2 separate regions of the Siniperca chuatsi genome follow, and region 1 is linked to region 2. The links are chromatin contacts, called in public Hi-C maps. All regions are on one chromosome and are shown on one strand. The core of a region is the stretch at or near the end of the contact, and the rest is flanking DNA. Distances in the headings are between cores, read along the strand shown. Region 1 holds the start of zbtb16a (zinc finger and BTB domain-containing protein 16-A). Region 2 overlaps zbtb16a (zinc finger and BTB domain-containing protein 16-A).

What was found. Hi-C and Micro-C count contacts between places; a contact is called where the count stands out from the background.
Region 1: a contact with region 2 is called in a Hi-C map of liver, with 2.6 times the contacts expected there. The contact joins the promoter of zbtb16a here to the enhancer-like site in region 2. A contact is called at or near these places in 2 of 3 Hi-C or Micro-C datasets (liver and an unstated tissue).

Annotation. Positions count from the first base shown.
Region 1 is chrLG14:22,487,664-22,494,625 of ASM2008510v1, reverse strand. zbtb16a (zinc finger and BTB domain-containing protein 16-A) reads left to right here and starts at 5,136. Exons shown (of 7, transcript XM_044221764.1): 1 at 5,136-5,285.
Region 2 is chrLG14:22,419,631-22,426,614 of ASM2008510v1, reverse strand. All of the region lies in intron 3 of zbtb16a (zinc finger and BTB domain-containing protein 16-A), which reads left to right. Among protein-coding and RNA genes, the nearest start is that of zbtb16a, 66 kb to the left of the region's middle. Within about 2 kb of position 5,039, the one cell type or tissue checked has an H3K27ac peak away from gene starts, as active enhancers do. A contact at or near this core is called in liver, where this site is marked.

The DNA of each region.
Region 1 (6,962 bases), core at 3,887-6,386, 68 kb before region 2:
CTTCTTTCATTTGTCATTACTAATAATTGTGCATATTCAAGGTTCTTTAGTTTTAAATGGAACACCATGTAATATAGAATTCATATTGGCGTTTCTTTATAGTTGATCACCCTCTTCCTCAACAGAAAAAAAATTAAATAAAGTTGAGTGAAAACAATGGAAGCACATGCAGCCCAATGTAGATAACAAACCTCTGAATCATATAGGAGCCCCTATTGACTCCCTGACAGTTAATGGTCCCATTTCTAACCTCAGCTACAAACCAAAATGTCCTTTATGGCAACCCATCTTTTTCTGACTCTTGGTATTATTTTAAAGTGCAGTGATGATCTGGTTTTTATAATTTAGCCCTCATCTTCCTTTCCCTCTGTAAAACGGTGGATTATTGCCAGATTAAGGGAGTGCCTTTTTTTATCCCTGGGTAAGCCTGCACAGCACGCAGCTCAAAGGTAATGAAGCACTCTGTGATCCGTTCCCGGATGAATCTAAAAATTCCCAGAGCACCGCTGTATTTTAAAGGAAATGAGATTTCCCTGAAAGCCCCCCTCAAACCTATGCTTTCCATTTTGAAACAGCTATAAACTGTGTGACTACTTACAACCTGGTGCAAGAACCTATACCTGTTGCAGTTTTAAAATTAAAATAAATACGAATACAGAATATTAAATTGTGGTAGTTTTTGCTAAGGAAATGTGCTTTTGTGTTCTTTTAAAGTGAACATTTAAATGCCAAACAATAATCCAAGCTTCTTAAAAACTAAATCTAGACCAACATAAACATATTTCTTTACCAGGATGGAGTACATTGTCCTCTAATTAATTTAATTGAGCATTTACTAATTTTTAGTCTCGCACCAACATCTTTGGTTTTGTCAGAGTTACCAAAGTACAGTTTATTTTGGCTGTGATTAGACTAGAATTAATGAAACTTTAATGATTTCAGTGGGGGGAAATAGGTCATTGCAGCAGTGTCAAATAGGACATAGATAGGAATATAGCAAATACATTATTCAGGATTGTATTGTATAAGCAATAAATAGGTGCTCTGAATATACTGTATTTACACATTTAGGATTGTACAAAATATCAGCAAAAACAGATTTACAGGTTAGCAAAAGAACTATTTATTTTTCTAGTGTGAGTTTTAGTGGCAATTTTGAGAATCATCATGCTTACTTAATAGACCCCATGTCTCTGCTTATCACAGTCAGCCATGGTGGCTCTTGCTTGTTCATCCCAACTGACACAAACAGGTCCACCTTTTATTGGCCTACATTTAAATTTTGTGGTTCCAAGATTTTGTTAGGCATTTAACCTAAACGCTTCAAGCTTTAAAATTGAAATGTGTACCTTCAAAAAATGGATAATGTCACAGACATACACCACATTCATATGTTTCTACAGTGTATGACCATACATGCAAATGCGTTACATTCTCACCAAAGGATCAAGTCTGACAAATGATGTGGAAAGGAAAACAAAATATGTGAAATGACTGTTCTATACCTAGACATTTCATCCAGCAATCTGACTTGTAGAGTTAAATGGGGAAACAAACATCTTCCAATACAACTGCAGTGAACAGTGCAATTAGCAGGAGTAGTAATTTAAGGTCTCAGTATGCTTCAAACGAAGGTCATATGTCATGTTGTCCGACCACATCTACAGTAAATGCAAAAGTGTTTATACCTGTTCAGATTGGCCACACTCAGTGGCGTGGTGAAAAGCGTGCCGTCATAGCCTCCCTTTGGCTGCGTCCAACTGCCTCCCCGATCTCTCTCCAAGAATTCTGTGTCTTTTGCATGTCTGTGTAGTCTCAGCACAATAAATCGTACAAATGAACCGTGTCTCTTCGAAGGCATTCATGGTGTTGCACTCAGTTGTGCACAGGAAGTGAAGGAAGTAGATGTGCAAAGAATGAAAAAGAGAGCTTGTTCAAACTCTGCCTTACTTTCACACATGCAACTCCCTCGCAAATCACTGCAAAAGGGGTTTCAGGTGGTGTTTGACAATCCGACAATCATTTCTTTTAAAGCATACTGGGGCCTTTACAGTCTAACAGATGCTGCATGATGGTGACTGTCAGAGGTACTCAGTTACTTCAGTCACTGGGAAACTCATGACAAACCAGTTCAGAAATCAAAATATAGAATCTCTTGAATCAGGAATATCAATGCCAAACAAAAATAAAAAGGCTGTGTTTGAGAGGATTTATAGAAGAAGCTTTGTTGTAGCTTTGAAGACTTAAAGTAGAACTGAACTGCTGTGTAATGTCATGCCAAAGCTTTTGTCATTGGTTGCTTTGAATGTCAGTCAAAAGACCTTTTTAGGTCAAAGTAGGCAGCTCCTGAACACAACGAAAAATACTGACATAGACATCTATTGTTATTTGTTAATATTAATGTTAATGTTTCCTTCTCAGCACACTACCACAAACCTGAGTGTGCTGTCAACCACTGCTGATTGATTGAACACAGTGAGTGATCTGTTGCAGACACTGAACGTCTCCCTCAGATAGTCTACTCTGACCTGACTTGTCCATTGCTTCCATTTTATCAGCCTCAGTCAGTGAAGTGTTGATGTGAGCCTGAGGCACGAAGGTGACTAAACTCATCATCCTGGATGACGAGGCCCTCCCAGCTTTGTCTTACTGCAGTTGGGTTGCAAATTGTTCTTCTTGCACCACCTGGCAAAGCTCCTCGTATAAGGAACTCAGCAGCCCTCAGTTGGATGTATTTTTACCTGCTGGGTTTTCCCAGTCAGTCAGTGGTGAATGTATTCTATTTGACCTCAGTGTTTTCTGTCTGGCTATGAACTGAGACATGTGCCTGAACCATTGACCGAAGTCATTTATGTATGTATTTCATCGTATCTATTCAACAAACTGTAATATTTAGTTTAATTCAATTTAAACTCAAATTCTCAGTCAAAACCAGAAATGTCAACCTGCTGGTGACGCTATACAAAAAGTCAGGGTCATTAGGATACATCATCTACAAATCATAAATTATGTGCCAGTCCACCTAGTAGATGTTGAGATATTTCAGGGGATAATTGAAAACTTTGACCTGCTTGTGGCATTAAATAAGGGTTTGTGGTCAACAAAGCCAATAGGATCTGGGGAACATAAATGTCTATACAAAAGAACAAAGATATAAATTTACATACACATTGTGCTCGTATTCTCCTCTTCCTTCTACTGCTGCAGCCATGATTTTTAAATCAAACTGACAAAAGTACTTAAATGTGGGACAATTTGTATTTGTGACTTTAGGAACTCAAAGTAGAGCTTACAAGGAGCACTTAAAGGGAACATAACAACAGAATTAAAATATAGTAAAATTGGTAAAGACTAGCCTCCAGTCAGTGATCATCATTAAGGCAAAAACATCAATCAACTTTATTTTCAGAGAAGCTCTAAAGTATGCTTTTACTATAAAAGACTCCAAGAGTTATATCAGGCCAAACAATAATGAGGTGTAACATCCACTGCGTCCCTGGTTATTGGTCAATAGAAAAAAGCAAGAGGAAAATTAAAGCTATGCTGAGAAACAATTAAAGTCTGTTAATGCACTGCAAAACCATCCGTCTGAAAGAGGTTCACTATATTGATCATTCAGGACGTATTTTTTATGAAACTTGTTCCCAGTGCAGTTTTTTTGTTTCATGTTTTTTCTTCAAATTAGTGTCAGTATCCTAAAACAAGACTGCTTCTGCAATAGACTCAAGAAAATGACATTTGATTCTGGGAAATTATTTGAATCCAATGCTTAATTATTTTGCCATTTTTACAAAAATCAAATTTCAGGAAGCTCAATATTAGATTAAGCTTGGGATTGTTGCCATGTGTTTTTGCTTGTATTACATTGCAATCACACAAGCTCTTTACTTCTCTACACACAAAGTTATTGCATCTTAACAGGATCAATACAGACATCTTAAGTCAAGTTAAAAGCATATTAATATGTTGAAATTTGCTGTGCTATCACAACAATGTTGACTGATGCTTCCACGGCATTGGCTGGCACGGCAAGGCTCACTCTTTTTGAACATAAGAGCTGACCCATGCCTTACGTTGTTGTCATAAGTGGTCATATGGCTATTGCATCTGTTCACGATTCTAACTGAGGTATCTGTCTGTCACATGATCATTGCTTAGCGATGATGTCTGCTCTGGACGGGCCATGCCAGGTTCACCACTGAGGGACGATGAATCTGTAGCCTGCTGGAACATTTTGGATTTAAGTGATGAATAATATAATTCTAAACCACTTTATATAATCTGTTCATTCCATGTCTTTCATGGTTTTGCATTTCTTTAACATACTATTGTCAGATTTATCAATAATAGTAGTAGTAGTTTGTATTAAGAATGAAATTGTTTATTCAAATAATAGTCTGAATACAGAGAGAAGCAGAACAGGGGCACTAATATAGCATAAAAATACAACAAAAGAAAATAGAAGTGGTCAGGCCACAGGAGTCCTCCACTAAATCACCCCCAGTTGCTCCCAGTTCTTAATATATTAAGACATTGGAAATGAACAAGACGGTGTAGTTATGTATTGAAAATGAACGTGAACACTTTTAACATCTTGAGATGCCAGATTTTAACCGGTTGAGATGAGATAACTTGGTGTGTGAGCATTTTTCTACACATTTGTTTGGCTTGCTAGTAGCCTAATACTGTCTCAGTCAAGTTTTTGCAGGATTTAATTTTTTCATCTGGTTTTGAATGTTCAATATTATTTATTTTTTTAAGCACCTTCGGAATTAATCTCATGTCGTGGAGGATGGATCAGATGCCTTTTTTTCCCCCTATCCTACCTTTGCATTCACCTGTGCTGTACTCTGCTGCCTCTTAAACATAATGAATGGATTGAAAATGGTTAGAGGGGGGCTTCAGGAGTACTTGACTTTTCCTCAGTCTGCCCCTGGCTGGAGTTTGAGAACCACTATAGGCTATATGTGCATTCAAACAGCTGGAGGGAGGGCAGTGTCGCTAACCTTTCACTGCCATACTGTAACACAGCCGTTTGACATGAGACAGCCCCCTAGGTGTCTCACTTTCTTAGTGTTTGTATGGGCTGGAGCGCAGCGCCGGCTGCCCGCCTGCCTGCTGCTCGTCTGGCTGACTGGCTGCGTTGACGTCAGCGCCGTGTTGATTTGCTAAGGCGAGAGAAGAAAGGAGTTAGTGCGTGTAGAGAGAGCGGGTACTGCGAACTGCCTTACTATGCTGTAGCCCCACTCCCCCTGCACTATACGGAATCAAAACGTGCAACTTAGGTGAGTACCAATCCGGGCTAAACGCAGCTGCAGTTTCCCGGCGACAAGTGCCAGACACGCTACTCTGCATGTGTCTACCACTGTTTTCTCTGTGTACTTTCATTCACCATGTGGATGTTTTGATGCATGTATAACGCTGGGGATCGTTCTGCTTGTCCCCGTTCAACCTCATGCTGAAGTTAACAGTAAACGCGACTTTGGCACGCAAGTTGGATCTGCGCACCGGAGTGCTGGATGAAAACAAGTGTTTACCTGATTGCGCTGCAAGGTGTTGAAGTTTGCATTAACGCACGGTAGTCTATTGTAGAGATGTTAAGGTTGACGTAACCCCCCCCCCTCCTCTCGGTCTGGTTTAGTATGCTGGAGATCGCAGCCAGAGGACGTGAGGTCTGGCTGTTTCACCGGGACCCAGACAACATATGACGCCCCCCATGTGACTTTACTGGAGAAATCGCGTTTGCTCGTTTTGATGGAAATTATGCAATTTTTAGACAACGACACTCTTGTCCGTCCTTGTGTCTCCAGACTCACCAGTGTGGTTTATTTAGCCGTGATGACATCATGATGAGGACTGGGGACACTGGTCTTTAATCTCGAAACAAGCCAAAATCCAGTCACTGTACAGTCAGACTACAATTGATTGACAGGCAAAGATGTTTGATTGGTTACCAATAATCGGCTTGCAGTAGCACGCGCAGCATACTGTGAGGTGGGGAACTGGTAACAGATGCAAGGGCAAATTGATTTGTTATCGAGACTGTCTGATCTCTCTCTTTCCCCTTTCACTCTTTTTCCCTTTATCCTTTAGGTATCTTTCTCAAGATCACACCTCCTTCTCGTTAGCTGTAAAGAGCCAGTATTTGAGTATTTCATCTTGCCTCAAACAAAGTCCACCTGTGCGATGATCAGAGGAGAGCTGGCTTGAATCGGCGAGAGATTCTGGCAGCTGTCTGCCTCGTGTATACTTTTTAGCACGCTCAGTGTCTCTGATTGTGCCCCTTAGAGACGCTGTACCATTTTGCTTTCTCCACATTTGTGTCTGTCAGTGTGGCTCGTGGTCTGGAATATTGAACGCTGTTTATTCTTGTTGTGGCTGGGTCGCCAAGGCGCGCTATGGCAGACAACTCGTGATCAGATTGATTATGCTGCCTTTCTGTGAAGTCGGCCTAATGTGGTTATTGTCAGCGGTCTACATTGTCGTCCAGCGAGAAAATCTCTCCTGGCTTAATGTACTTAATGTAGTGCGTGATGTTTTGCATAATGCATAACGCGCTGTATAATTTGTCTGGTGCGGCTGGCCAATATTAATGCTGTCTAGACGCACGTAGCCTTGTCCTTTATTAATAGAAAGCTAACAGACGCGATAAAGTCCCCAAACAGCAACTTTACATTGTGTCCCAGTGAAGCCACCGCTTGGTTGATAGCCCACAGAGCGCATCAAGCATTGATCGTTTACGGGGCCATAAATCGCAGCTATTGGCATACCTGTAATAAAGATAATGTCGGGTTTTAGGCATGACCTCTGTTGACCGAGAGGCTGATCTCAGTCAGATGAGAACCTGTGGTTTCATCATTACCTAGCTCCTATATCGATTTTATCAATGAAAAAACAAACTGTGCAGTCCCAAAAGCCGGCAATGCTATTTATTTTCCATGATCCTCACTGCAAACAATAGC
Region 2 (6,984 bases), core at 3,790-6,289:
TTTATGACAACTGAGTAAAGTTAATCTGCTGAGGTTTTTTTGTCAAAGTACTTTTTCCAAGGTAAAGAATTAACTTTCACACTCAGTGTGTTTCTCAAAGTAAGGTATCTAAAGAGGTATCAGTTTAGTATCTGTACTTAAACTCTTAGCAATTGTATAGAAAATTCAAACACTACAGCACTAATCAAAACACGACATTAGAATGTCATGTCAAACAGACACGCCATTGTAGTTTTAATTCAGTCCAAAACATACATATCAGTCAAACTGTATTTTAGCCACGGTGTCAAAAATAATCTGGTGTTTAAATCTACCCTGTGTGTGTGTGTGTGTGTGTGTTGAAGCTCATCAAACAAGACCAGACCAGACTGATATGATTCACAGTTTGTTTTCCGAGCGAGCTGATGCAGCATAATAAGATTACTAATAAGACTCTCCCTGAACACCCGCATCGCCATCTCTGTTAGCACCAACTTTTCATCTCACTGCCTTTATAGCTTAAGAGTCTTAATCCTCCATTTACAGTATGTATACATAGTGAAGAGTTCCTGGATTAGCCAGCTGAGTATCTGTGTGTGAGACCTGAAGCACATTAAAAAAGATTCATCTTTATTTAACCAGCAGGCGCAGGGTAAGTGTCTTGCTCAAGGGCACATTGTGATGATATATGAATGGAGAGATGGTCTCTGTAATGTGTCGCCTGGCAGTGAGGGAACCAAAAAGTCACCTGCCTGTTTCCTTTACTTTACTGTTAAGTATATTTAGCCACTGTGTAAAAATAAATAGAGGACTTTCAGGTGACATTCACAATATTTCTAGCAGATCTTCAGATGGACCATGAACAGCTGATTGCACTTTTTAATGTATTACTTGATTTCACAGTTAAATTCAATAGAGACATTTTGGCTGTTCCACTGGCCTCCAAGGATTTGTCAACAGTGTTCTGCAAAGCTGAGACATTATATTGCTTTGGTTAATATTCTTAGGTATGGCTGAGTGTTGAATCTCAATACTCTTTTAATAATACATTTCTCCATTCATTGATAAAAAATTGTGAAGTACCGAAATTTGGCATTGATTGCTTGGTTAGACCCTTGAGTATGTATAAACTGGATGTTCTGGATGTCACTTCTAACTTTAGACTATGTTATTTAGGAAAACGTCTCTATTTAACACTGATGCACTGAGCAGTTTGGCAAATTTTGTTAGCTGAAAAAAGGATTAAAAAAGGATTAAAATATTTATACTCTGCAAACAATATTTGCATGTATTAAAAAAATATATAAATATTGTTTTGGTATCCAAATGGTATTGGCATAGATGTCAAGCCCAATTTTTAGGTAAACTGTACTTCCAACTAATAAGAACACGTAATTTTAACAAAGTTTAACAATGATTATTTTGTTAGCATTCAACAGCTCCAGATCAAATTAATCTGCAGTCAGAACGTCATGGGAGATGTAGTTGCTAACCAGAGGGGCATTTGGAGGAACTTATGGCAGAAGTGGTTGCCCTGTACAAGAATATAATAATTCTCACTAGAGAATTTGGAGCACACAAAATAATTAACTTTATAGTGCGTAAACTGTTTCAGACACAGCTGGTCTTTAGCCATCATACACACAAGCTCAATCACAGTTTACCCACAAACACATTATCTCAGAGTTTCTACATTATTGATGGAAACATGACTTTACTTGATAATCTCCTGGCATTTCGGGTCATATGCTAGCACTGTGTGATGGTGTGTCACACAGGCTTCATCTGTTTGGTATGCCTGTGTTTGGTTTGTGCATTAGTCAGCCAGTACAGTGTATTTACAGAGTGAGGTTTGCAGTTTAGAATAGCGTTTCAGACCAGCCGGAAGGGAATTCTTTTACGACTTTTACGACACCTCAGTTGATAGCATAGCATTATGTTCCCTGTTGGTTGGTCTTATGCTAAAAAATAAAAGCTGTGATAAGTAGATTACTTAAAGCCACTATGTTTAGAAATAGAACATTTCTGACGATAGCGCCGCCCCAGTGTCAAAAAAGACTGCAATAACCAATATGTTACTTCTTCCACTCTTACTACCAGAGAGTGACAAAAAAAGCAATGACATGATTACACAACCTGATGTAAAGCTGAATTAAGGAAAGAAAATTCAAAAAATAAGTTACCAAATAACCAAATGGATTTTATAGAGAGAAAAGTATGCTACATACAGATAAATAACATCTACTCTAAGTGTCTGTGCACCTGAGTAACATCTAACTGTAAAAATTTTGTTCTATAGTTTATTTGACCTGAACAGTACACATTAACTAACATTATTAGAGTTAGCCAAAAGTCTAGTTTTCCTTCTGTCCCTGACCAGATGTTCATCTTGGCTCCATAAAATTAAAAGCTTTGTTCCATTCTGATCCCAATCTGAGTGTGGGAGTAAAATGCCCACTTAAATGTCCAGAGCATTTAGATGAGAAAAAATGCAAAGAATTTAGATATGAACGCAGCGAGGCGGGAGGACTGTTTCCCTTTGCTCTTTGTCTGCGTTTCTATCTCCGTGGCGTTTGTTTGGCTGTTTGGCTGTCGACTGGTCGGCTGTTTTGGCGTCATGCCGGCTCTTCCCTCACAGTGATGACGACATATTTGTGCCGGCAGGTCTGGATGTTCTGCCAGCATTCCAGCATTTATGATCGCTCGCAGATGTGAGTCCAGGAACACACTGTACTGTACCCAAACCCAGAAATTAATGAAACTTGACTGCCTTCCAGGCCACAAATTCCTAAATGTGTGTGTGTGTGTGTGTGTATGTATGCATGAGTGAGAGGAGAGACAGGAGACTCAAGGGAGGGAGGAGTGGCGGGGGGGAAAGTGCTATTAAAAGCAAGTAGTAGGAAAAGAAGTAGTTCAGAAAAAAAAATAAAAGTATGGCCCAAAGTGTTAAGCGGTTTGCATGTACATTTTTAACCACAGCTGATGTTCTGTCCTGCATGCGTGCACGCACACACACACATACACACGTATATCACTGCTGTTTCCCTGGGTACATTAACACAGGATGACATACAGAGCGGATAAACAGTAGTAGCTCATGCTTTAGTAGCATAACATTACTCCTTCTCTGCAACTTAAAGCTCCCCCTTCCCCTGCACTTCTTGTAATACTTCCCCTGGCCGGTTGATTTACTGTTCCAAACACCACTGGGATTATGCAGCTGGACAAATCTCAACTGGGTTGCATTACATGAGAGGAGGGCACGTCGGGGACAGACAAGTGAGAGGCAAAACAGTGCAGGGGTCGACTTATAATACTGTAGCATCAGCCGTTGCTGTCAGACTGATATTTTTATTTCCTTACCAGAGGATTGGGGGGACTTGTTAGACTTCTGTCCTGAGCAAATGTGACTAACGTGTTGCTCTGAGCAGCTGCGCTCCTTAGCCAGAACTCAGTGTACCTGTGCCGCGGGCTTCTTGGAAACGCAGTGTTTTTAAAGAAATAAAACATTAAAAATAGCCCGGCCAAACAGTATGTGAGGGATAATCCTCTGGGTGATAAAGTCTCTGGCTGACCAGGTTGACAGCTCTGTGTCTGAACGCACACTCAGACTAGATGGCCAGTTGCCTTAAATGTCATTTTGCTCTGCGTGGTTCTACCAGACACCTGTAGCTGCCTTCCTGGAAGAGGCAGCTAGCCCCAAAATGACATCTGGACTTGGGCTCTCTATACACAAGAAAAATAACAATCTAATGGCCTGATTGATATGAAATTTGCACATTAAGGCTCCCCAGAGGATGAACCCTTTTCATTGTGGGCACAATGAAAGCGCCATCCTCCTTTTTTTATTTTTAGCTCCACTACTGGTAAGAATAGCAAAATCCTGAGTATGTTGTTTGTTCCATCCAACACATTTAGGTGTTGCAGCCTCTAAGGGTTTCTGGTTGAGCTTGAGACTTTTATTCTCATAAAATATTTGATACTGTATCCTTGGTACTGCTGTAAACCAATAAATATCTTGACCAAGCCTTTTGTTAGATTCTATCCCATTTCAGTTGTATCGTGTATCCCAAAAATACAACACATTTCCCATGAATCCTGTCGCTCCCTGTCACACTTTGATGCCGAACAAGGATTAATATTTTAGAAATAATTTTTCTATTTGCAGTTTTCATTCCGTCCGATAGCCCCAGACAAAGTCTACACAGGAAGAACAGGGCCTCTTCCTGTTTTGTGATTCAGCTGATTAGTTAAAAATGTAGATTTGAGACTAGGCTGTCACTCTTCTTGACATTGATCCTGTTTGTATATGGTCTCAAAATGAATGAGGGAATACATTAATGCAAAATCACGATATTGATATAAAAACAAGCAGAAATACAAGTATAGTAACAATCATTTAATTAAAATGAATAATTTGAAATGCAATCAATAGACTATCAGTAGGTGGAATTGTTAAGGTCAGTACAGAACTATGCAGTTGTCATTAGCAAATCTACTTGCTTTAATGGCCAAAATCCAAAGAACCACTAACAAATATACTTTTAATCATATACTTTGCAGAATCTCTACAATAAGTAACACAATTTAGAATCATCTGTGCAAGCTAATCTCTTATTTACAAGATGTGCAAAAGATGAATCTAAATGAAATAATTCCACAAGTAATCAGCTTTTGTCCAACAAGCAGCTCCAGCAGATTAGTTTGTAATCAAATTACTGAAGTCCTTTTCCTGTGGTATTGGTTACTCTAAAGCCTGTCAATCACAAAGTTAGACACGGAAGCTCAAAGTTGACTTTTCAGCCCTCTCTATTTTCAGACAAGAATAAAAAAAAACAGGAGGACTTGATCTTATTCCTTTTATTACAGGGATATTGCAGCTTTAAATCCTTTTGGTTGCTAAGTAGTGAGTGCCCCTGTGCTCCCTTAATGGGCCTGATTTGGTATTCCGCTCTGATGCCAAGTCTTATTTTTGTATGCGAGACAAAGTGTTTTGATGGAGGGTGATTGCTGAAACGTCTGTGTGTCTACCAAAGGCTGTTTTTTTTTTCTTTTTTGGTGGAGAGTGAGAGTTTTATGGCCTCTCACAGTACAGTACACTTTGTGCCTTCTGCTCAAAACAAGAACACAGTCGATTGAATTTTGGATTCGCTTCATCATCCCTCCCTCCTCCCAGCAGCTTTGTTGTCAGCGAGCAGCATGTGTGTGTATGTGTCTGAGAAAGAGAGATGTGAGTGCTCGCTGTGTGTGCTAGATGCGTGTGTGTGTGTGTGTTTTGTGTGTGTGTGTGGTAAAAGTCAATTATTGCAAAAGGCTGCCAATTAATTTGCTCTCCTGGAAATTCGAATGATACTGTAGAACGCACACACTCAAACACATGTGTACACACAAACCAAGCACACACACACTCTTACATGAGGTAAACTGTACACACATACACACACACACACGCACTGCTCACCATTATCTTGAAAAGAGGGAGAAGATGCACAGGCTGCAGACATTTGTTTGCTCTAGAGTGTGATGTTAAATTAGGTCGTGTGTGTTTGGGGGGCTCTTACTGGCTGAATAGTGAACATTGCTCAAGGGGGCTAAAACAGGATCAGGTGGAATTGTTCGGTCTAGTCTCCAGGTATTCTGGGAGTGTCTTTTTTTTTAGGCAAAGGGTCCTTCAGACTGTTTCATGCCGTCCGGATGACAGAAGGGTTGAGCTGATTGTGAGTCCTTGTGGCACTTATCTGGACACAAAAAGCCAGTCAGTGACATCACCATAATCATATTCCCCCTGCTAAGATTTATACTCTAAGTTACCAGATAAATAAAAACTCCTGTATAGTGTATGCAGTCAAATGTCAATAGAAAAAAAAATGTTTTTGTGTAGGGAAGTAGTAGAACTTCTCTACCTGCTTATTAATACTGTGTGTGTTACATGTGACAAACCCATCTGGCTTTTAATGCGTTGCAAAATGAACATAACAAGGAAATGTATTTGCAAATACTGTCTGGTGTGGCTGAGTTTTAAAAAGGGAAACCAAAGTTTACCAAGGAAAACTTCAGTTATGTACAGCTTGTATGTCAGAGTGTACATGTGTGGTACTGGCAAGGTCCAGTTGTGCAATTCTGTATAGCAATTAGTGGTATCTGCCACATTTGGAGGAGGCGCTGCTATGTGTATCTGGACAGCACATGTTGATATAAGCCGTGCTTGATTTTTTTAAAATCTTTTTTTGTATATTATTCTTTGATATGTAATTATTGCACAGATTATATCTCAAGTTCTATAGCCTTATCTCACATTGACCAGGTTGGTCTACATGCATGTACAGGTGTGTGTGCTATCTGTGTGTGTTGGGGGGGGGTTGTTAAACAGTTTCTGAATGCATCACAAACACCCCCCTCCCAAAACAGAAAAGAAAAAAACCCGTGGCAGTATGAGAGGTGGGTAGTACAGGGGGGAGATAAGGTTGTGAGAGCAGGAGGCTAAATTTAAATCGTAATTGGCCGACTTCCACAAGCTTGTGGGCATTTTAATGAGTCATAATAACTTCATTTAAAACCAGCTGAGCAGAAAATAGATTGGAGAGGAGCCTGTGGCTAGTATGGATTTGTGTTGCTTTGTGCGAGTGTGTGCACAGGCGTGTGAGTATTGAGCTTGACTGTAAAACCTACAGACATGCGCACACACACACGCGCACGCGCACACACAGTGCAGAAACTAACTGGTGTGACATGTATCCAGGACAGCTCACAGAATAAAACTGAGCTGCTTTTCATGCAGTGTCTGTGTGTTGGTAGATGGTAATGACACAATCAACACATTTTTAACGTGGTGACCATGACACACTAACTCTATACTTACTACTAATTTACAGCGCTCAATATCCAAACAATATCTAGTGTGAGGATGGAAATAGATTTGCAGAAGAAATATGTAAAATGTGAAAGATAATGAAATTAAGGGTGTTTTCACTGTAGCCTTATTAAACCTGCTGTCAGGATGTGGGC